2 separate regions of the Ovis aries genome follow, and region 1 is linked to region 2. The links are chromatin contacts, called in public Hi-C maps. All regions are on one chromosome and are shown on one strand. The core of a region is the stretch at or near the end of the contact, and the rest is flanking DNA. Distances in the headings are between cores, read along the strand shown. Region 1 holds the start of TGFBR3 (transforming growth factor beta receptor 3). Region 2 overlaps TGFBR3 (transforming growth factor beta receptor 3).

Evidence for each region. A called contact is a pair of places that touch in the nucleus more often than the background predicts.
Region 1: a Hi-C map of tail adipose tissue shows a contact between it and region 2, with 2.7 times the contacts expected there. The contact joins the promoter of TGFBR3 here to the enhancer-like site in region 2. A contact is called at or near these places in 2 of 16 Hi-C or Micro-C datasets (omental adipose tissue and tail adipose tissue).

What each region holds. Positions count from the first base shown.
Region 1 is chr1:69,157,215-69,160,841 of ARS-UI_Ramb_v3.0, reverse strand. TGFBR3 (transforming growth factor beta receptor 3) reads left to right here and starts at 2,190. Exons shown (of 18, transcript XM_060411602.1): 1 at 2,190-2,462.
Region 2 is chr1:68,984,613-68,988,645 of ARS-UI_Ramb_v3.0, reverse strand. TGFBR3 (transforming growth factor beta receptor 3) reads left to right here. Exons shown (of 18, transcript XM_060411602.1): 14 at 3,229-3,528. Among named protein-coding and RNA genes, the nearest start is that of TGFBR3, 170 kb to the left of the region's middle. Within about 2 kb of position 2,600, at least 5 of the 54 cell types and tissues checked have an H3K27ac peak or open chromatin away from gene starts, as enhancers often do.

The DNA of each region.
Region 1 (3,627 bases), core at 941-3,440, 170 kb before region 2:
TTTGGTCACTTGATGCAAAGAACCAATTCATTGGAAAAGATCCTGAAGCTGGGAAAGATTGAAGGCAAAAGAAGAGGGGACAGAGGATGAGATCTTTAGATAGCATCACCAACTCACTGGACATGAATCTGAGCAAACTCCGGGAGATAGTGAAGGACAGGTAAGCCTGGTGTACTGTAGTCCACGGGGTCACAAATAGTTGGACACGAATTAGTGACTGAATAGCAACAACAACAACAATGTCCTGGTGGTTGAGGACTTGGGCTCTGAGCTAGATGCATGTGGATTTGAATTCTGACTCTCTCACTTATTATATGTACTATCTTAGAAATTCTAAGGCCTTAAGGTAGGTGTGCACATAGGCCTCAGATTGTATCCAGCTTTATAGGGCTTGAGAAGTAAATGTGTTTATGTATATGGAATATTTAGAACTCTGCCTGGCACAGAATAATTGTCCAGTTTTGAGTTACACATAATTGGTTACACTATTGAGAATCTGATTATTGTGAACAGTTACGTTGTCATCACTCTCTAAAGACAAGACTGTTATCTAGGACTTGGTTTTTTTCTCTCTACTTCTACGTCATTTTATTTAGAAATTTAAAAGCTTTAGTTAACATGATTGATATGTTCAGATGTAGGATTAAATATTCAAACCCAGTTTAAGTGTTCATGTCTGGTCTTGAAACTAAAACTTGACAGTTTGAGGCATGAATACTTTGTAATTTGAGTCTATGAGAAGTCTAAGTCTTTGAATCTATAACTCTACCTAGACTGTTGGCTCCTATAGGGCATTAGCCCTATATATTTCTCCAAGGCCTCACTCAAGCCTCTTACACAATAGGTGTTCAATAAATATTGGTAAGGAATGAACTGTTCATTTTAGAGATTTTTGCAGTAATCCAGGTGATTCAATAATGTTTTGGCTTTTGTGGAAATATCTCCAATTGAGTGCGTTCTCTGTGTATAGGTACAAGAGAAAAAAGAGGAGAAACACTTCCTCTTCTCCCAAAGTAGGAAAACCCAGTAACTTTCCAAATAATAATATTGCAGAAGTAATAATATAAGAAACTTTCCCATTCTACTCTCTAGCGATTAAAAGCCTAGGACCATAACCTTTTAAGATTTGAAGAGGTCTCCTAGGCCAAGCTTCTCATTTAACAGAGGAGAAATCAGACTTGGAGAGTTTAAGCTCATAGTCCAGGGTTCCACATCTAGTCAAAGCGCAGAGTCAAGACAGGACGTCTGGTCTCTGAAACCTGTCAGCTTAGAGTCATTTCACCAGCCTCTTGGTAAAACAGTGTCGTTTGATTTAAGAATATCTTTTAACAGAAAAACCAGGTGTAAAAAAGGAGTATCAAAGCGGTATTCTGATGACAGAGTTCATCAACCCTTGCAGCAGTCAGTTCAACCGGACTTGCACGCAGGAAGCAGCACAGCGTGAACACCTTCACTTACATCGCGCCAATCTAGGGATAATGCCAGTAATGCTGACCAGGCTCCTTCATTTGTATAATTTATCTAGTGAGCAGGGGGTAATGGCTGCGTTATGCACTCTCAGCTGTTAGGAGGAGACAAGACCCACCATTAGAACGCATCTTGATATATAGCAAGCAGGTGGGAAAAACAAGCAGGGACAGAATGAATGTGCGCGTGGGGGCCTTTGCTAGGGTGTACGCAAGAGGTTTACCGCAGGTTTTAGAATTTTTATATCAAGACGGAGGGAACCAAATAACCCAACTCTTCCAGAGAGCTCTGAAAAGTTGGAAACACCTAGCTGGAGGATGGGAATCCCTGCAGCTCGCGTCCACGTTCCACCCCTGCCCCCTGCCCCAATGTGGCTCTTCTCCGAGGACTGGGACCCTCTGCCCCACAGCCTTTCGCCCCAACCTGGGCGCGCAGCACCCCAGCCGTTCCCGGTACTCCTTTCCTCTCCCTCTCTCCTCGGTCCGAAGGGAAACTCAGGCTCCGGCCGCCCTCGGGGTTCATCCATCAGCGCGAAAGGAAAAGGGGGAGGAGAGAGGGGAGGCGGGCGGCGGGAGGAGGAGTTTCTCGGCGGCGCGGAGCTCCGGTGGGGACCGCGGAGGAGGAGCGCCCTTCCCCCCGCGCGCTGATTGCTGTGGCGTCCTGCCCGTCCCCGCCCGCGTGTGTGAGGGGGAGCGAGTGCGCTGGGTCGGCCCGATGGGGGTAATCGAGGGTTTCGGGGACGCCGAGTGGCGCTTTCCTCTTCCTAGTGAGTGAGGGAGGGAAGTCGGCGGCTCTCGTGCCCGGCCACTTTCCCTGCGCGATTCCCTGAGCTCCCTGCAGGAGGAGAAAGTCCCCGGCGGGTCGGGATGGCGTAGTTGCGCCGCGGCGCAGCAGCTGCCGGAGCTCGCGGCCGCCGGGCGCTGGGCGGGGAAACTTTGCTCTGCTTTCCTGCAACTTGCGGCGGGTGGATCTCCGTTTGACACACTGCCTCAGAGGTACGTGCGGGCTCAGCCTAGCGGCGCTGCAGCCCGCGCCGGGACACCCTTGGCCGCCAGGCTAGCCCAGCACCCGTGCCGGCCAAGGGCTCTCCAGGCTGCGCGGGGGCTGTTGGCGTTGCGCTGGGTTCCGAGCCTGTTTCCCGGCCGGGATCGCTCCGGCCGCCAGGACCCCTGGGCTTCTTGGGGGCGGCGTTGGTCGGTTGGTGTTTACGCTGTGAGGTGCACAGGGGAGCGGCCGTCCCGGGTGGGCAGCGCTCCGGGCGATGCGGTGTGCTGGGGAGGACATCTGCTCCGCGCCTGCCCTCACTCTTCCTTTCCGCGGTTTCTTCTGACCTCCGCGGGGCGCGCTGGTCACTTCCCACTGGGCGCGTGACACCGTCGGTGGGAAAGATTTGTTGTGGGTTCATACTCAATTGCCATTGCAGAGGCTGCGGCCCCGGCACTGGCGCACCAACAGGAGCTTCACTCCCCGCGGGCCGCGCCCTCAGGGTGCACTGCGGGCGGCGCCGAGCGCTGCAGCCCTGAGTCCGCAGAGAATCCTCCCTCCCGCTTTAACTTGCTAGCCACCTTTCCCGGTTTATTTTGAAGGCTTCCCTTAGCATGTTCATTTGGTTAGAATAATCTGGAAACTCTTGGACTGTTGCTAGGAGAATCTCCTTGCAGTCTTGTTCTTATTAGGGCATTTGCTTCACTTTCCAGAATCATTTAGTGCAGGGGACCAGCTTGTCAAACGTGAATTACCTTGACAGTGTGTGTGTGTTAGTTACTCCTTCATGACCGACTCTGCGACCCCAGGGTCTGTAACGGACTGTGGCGAGCTCTCCAGGCTCCTCTGTCCATGAGATTCTCCAGGCAAGAATGCTGGAGTGGGTTGCCATTCTCTTCTCCAGGGGATCTTCCCGACCCAGGGATGGAACCTGGATTTCCTGCTTGGCAGGCAGTTTCTTTACCATCTGAGCCACCAATACTGGCTCCCACCTTGACCGAGTAGAACTTAATGGATTTAGTGTCTACAAAAAAGAGCTGGGAGAAGAAAATCACTCCATTCCCTTAGCTGTGAAATGGGAATAATAATAGTATTGGCCTCAATGTTACTGTGAGAATTGAATGATTTAAAATATGTAAAGTACTAAACAGTACCTGTGCACCGCTATTAGCTGTG
Region 2 (4,033 bases), core at 1,351-3,850:
CTCTTGTAGGTTTTAGGGGTGCTGCTTAACTGCAATTTGTTCTTTTCCAGATGTGTCCCTGGCTTTGCCAATTTGTGGCTTTGCTGTCTTAAATCTTTCTCATACATCCAACTCTGGATGTTTTGGGTTTTTTCCCGCCTCCCCAACTGCCTCCCCCAACCCCCAGTGCTGGCTTACTTGAAATACATTTTCTTTTTCATTCTTATTTTCCCATTTATAGACCATCTATATTGTTCATAATTGATTGACTCAAAGACATTGTGAAAGTGATGGGAAAAAATGAACCAAGTCTTTTGGCTATGCCATTTTAAACATCATTAAAATGATATGTGAAAGTCACTCAGTCATGTCCAACTCTTTGCGACCCCATGGACTATACAGTCCATGGAATTATCCAGGTCAGAATACTGGAGTGGGTAGCCTTTCCCTTCTCCAGGGGATCTTCCCAACCCGGGGATCTTCCCAGGTCTCCCTCACTGCAGGCAGATTCTTTACCAGCTGAGCCACCAGGGAAAATACATAATAATACACTGAAGAAAATTTGGGGAAGAGGGAAATGTTATAAACTACTTTATTTTAAAATTGTTTTAAACCCCCTAAAATATGAGAGAGAATTGGTAAATATTTTGCTAAATAGGATAGTAGCCATGCCTAGTCTTTTTTTTTCTCAGTTTGGACTCCATCGCTGATAGGAAAATGTTTTATTTGGGGAAAGTAAGTAAAACTTAATCATTGGCTTGGTCTAAAGAGCTATTTCCATGTTTCCTCTTGTGGCCATTCTTATCACATCCCCTCCCAGAATCTCCCATTTCCTCTAGATCATGGTCTCTTCCTTTAATCCAAGACGTTATCAGCTTTGCCACTTGGTCTTTGGCCATCTTTGGGTGATAGTTGGCCACACAGTTGGCAGATTTCCTTTTAGTTCATTTGTCTTGGGAAATTATAAATATAAGTCTATATACTGTTCTTGTTGTTCAGGTGGTAAGTCATGTCCAACTCTTTGCAACCTCATGCATTGCAGCATGCCAGGCTTCTCTGTCTATCACTATGTCCCTGAGTTTCCTCAAACTCATGTTCATTGAGTCTGTGATGCCAGCCAACCATCTCATCCTCTGTTGCCCCCTTCTCCTCTTGCCTTCAATCTTTCCCCAGCATCAGGGGCTTTTCCAGTGAGTCAGCTCTTCACATCAGGTGGCCAAAGTACTGGAGCTTCAGCTTCAGCATCAGTCCTTCCAATGAGTATTCAGGGTTGATGTCTAATATAACCCCCCAAATGTAAATCTAGATTAGCACTGCTAGTATTAGCTGGCATTTCCTAACTATCAGAGAGCTGTGTTGTGTGCATATAATTTTGACTGTGCAGATTGTCACAGTCGCTGTATCTAGACAGTGTCAGTGCCTCATTCTGGGGGGGGAGAAACCAAAGGTCAGTGCTCATGGCGAGTGAGCAGCAGAGTCCTGCCACTGCTCACTTCCAGTCCATTTCAGAGTAAAAGATTTATTGACAATAATCTTTTTTTCCTCTCAAACAATTTTTTTGGAGTACCTTAGCTATTCTGCCATTGCATGCTTTCTCTGAGATTAGAGAAAAGGTTTGCATTGGTTCTGAGTTCATGTTAAAGGGCACTTTTGAGTAAATAGAGTATATGTAGTTTGCCATTTTTCCGAGATTAAATATCTCGTTTTTCAGAAACACTGTAAAAATAATGAAGTGTGAATATTTTCAGACTACTAAATACTACTTCCTGGAAAGATGTCATAACTAAGCACCCTCCCTGACCGCATCTTGGGCAGCTTGAACTGACCCTGTAGCTGTAGTGAAATAGTGAAGAGAAAATGGACTTGGGTTCAGAAGACCTGGGCTCAAGCCTTGGTTTTCCCCAGTATTTGCTAGCTATGATTTTGAACAAGTCATCTATCCTGTGTGTTCCATTTTCCCTCCATTTATAAAATGAAGATGAAAATACTTATAAGATTGTTCTCAGGGAGTAAGCTTTAAGGCACAGCAAAATGTCATTATCATCTTCATCATCTTCACTGTTGAGTGTCTTGCAGTTAACCACATAGGGATCTTTCAAAATAGTGCCGTGGGCTAAAAGCCCCATGTGATATCAGGGATTTCCTGTGGGTATCTCAGAATGCAAAGTGTGTTTATAGCTTCATGCCTTTGAAAGGATTCTGGGGCTATTGGCTTATGGTTAAAGACCAACTTTATTTCTAAAGTGTTTAAGTTTATTTTGATTCTTAGTTTAGTCAAGGAATGAGGCAATAGGGGAGAGAGGCAGTTCACGCAGTGATCCATGTGTCGCCAGATGGAGAATCCAGTCTGGTTCGGAGATTTTAGCTGAGTTCAGGATGGTTGAGATTTGAATTCTGTTTACACTTGGCCACACACTACTTCCTGTTTCTAAAGAAAAGAACCTTAACAAGGTTTGGACATAGCCCATACAAATGTTTTGTAAGAGGGAAGTGTAAATGAGTCGGAAACGTTTCCAGATTAGATTTCCCTTAAAATACCCTTGGGCTTAAAGAGTGAAGGGAGAGTACTTGGCAAGGTCTGGTTTGGACCTCTGAAGAGCTGGGACACTTTGCCAGGCCCGTGATCGCCACCAGATTGCACCATGCCCAACATCCAGCCCCAGAAGCCAGCTCTGGCTGCTCACCGTGAAGCAGGACTTCAGATGAATCAGTAGCTTTACTGCGGTGTTTAGGCTCCTTCTGACTTGCTGCAGTTTGGAAGTTTGGTCTTCCCTGCCTGGTTTAAGTACGTCTACCTCTGTCCTTTATTTTTTGAGTAATTTTTAAAAGAGGTTGCCTTACAAGTGAGAACACTGTTATGACATTAGGGTTTTTACCTGTTGGTGTTTTATTTATTTTGGAAAAGTCTGCTCTAGGTGCATGATGTACTTTTATTTTCATTTGCCAGAGGACTTATAGGAAGTCAAAGAGACTTATTTATCTTGTATTAGAATCTTAGAATATTAGAATCCAGGCTGGCACTTAAACTAAATAATTCACTGTCATCATCCATACCAAATTTAAATGGAAAATACCTCTTTCTTCAGTGAATCTGTTACTTTTGTGATTAGAAAGAAGACTATGTAGGTGTGTTACACAAATCAAGCAGTGTCTCTCATCAGAAGGGCCACGTTGGTATGCTGTCCTTGTGCCTACAGTGATAGTGAGATGCTAACTTGTTTCTGAATTGAGCTTTCTGTTCTGTTGTAGGTGTCTGTTACCAAGGCCGACCAAGAACTGGGATTTGCCATCCAAACGTGCTTTATCTCTCCGTATTCAAACCCTGATAGGATGTCAGATTATACTATCATTGAGAACATTTGTCCTAAAGATGAATCTGTGAAATTCTACAATCCCAAGAGAGTGCACTTTCCTATCCCACAAGCCGAGATAGATAAGAAACGGTTCAGCTTTGTTTTTAAGCCTGTCTTCAATACCTCCCTGCTCTTTCTCCAGTGTGAGCTCACGCTGTGTACCAAAAAGGAAAAGGACCCCCAGAAGCTACCCAAGGTTAGTGGGCCTTCATCTATTTTCTCCTGTTATTTTGACATCTTTAGGTGAGGCAGTGACCTACCAGAAAGGTTTAATCACAGCTTGCTGCAGGTTGAGGGTTTTGGTTTGGGAACTGCCCAGTCAAAATCATAAAGTTCATGTTAGCAGGGAACTGTGAGTTTTATGGAGTCTTGGAGAATGAATCCTGACCGTACGCTTTTTTTTTTTTTTTTTCCATGCATGCTATTCAGTAGTATCTTATGAACGATAAATCAAGACTGTTTTCCATTGAACGAGAGGTCTGGCTTTATCTTTGCTATTCTAATAGTACACAGTGCCAAGAGTACAGAGAGCCGAAGGACAAGTTCAACGTGAGGATTAATTTTTCCAGGTCCCGCTGAGATTTGTATTGCAGTTGTTTTTTGACCTTCTCTGTGTGAGTTATAGGGTTGACTTGTCTCATGAGGACTTCTAAGGGAAACTAACAAATATTTTAATTTTTCTTGGTTTCATATTGTGGTTC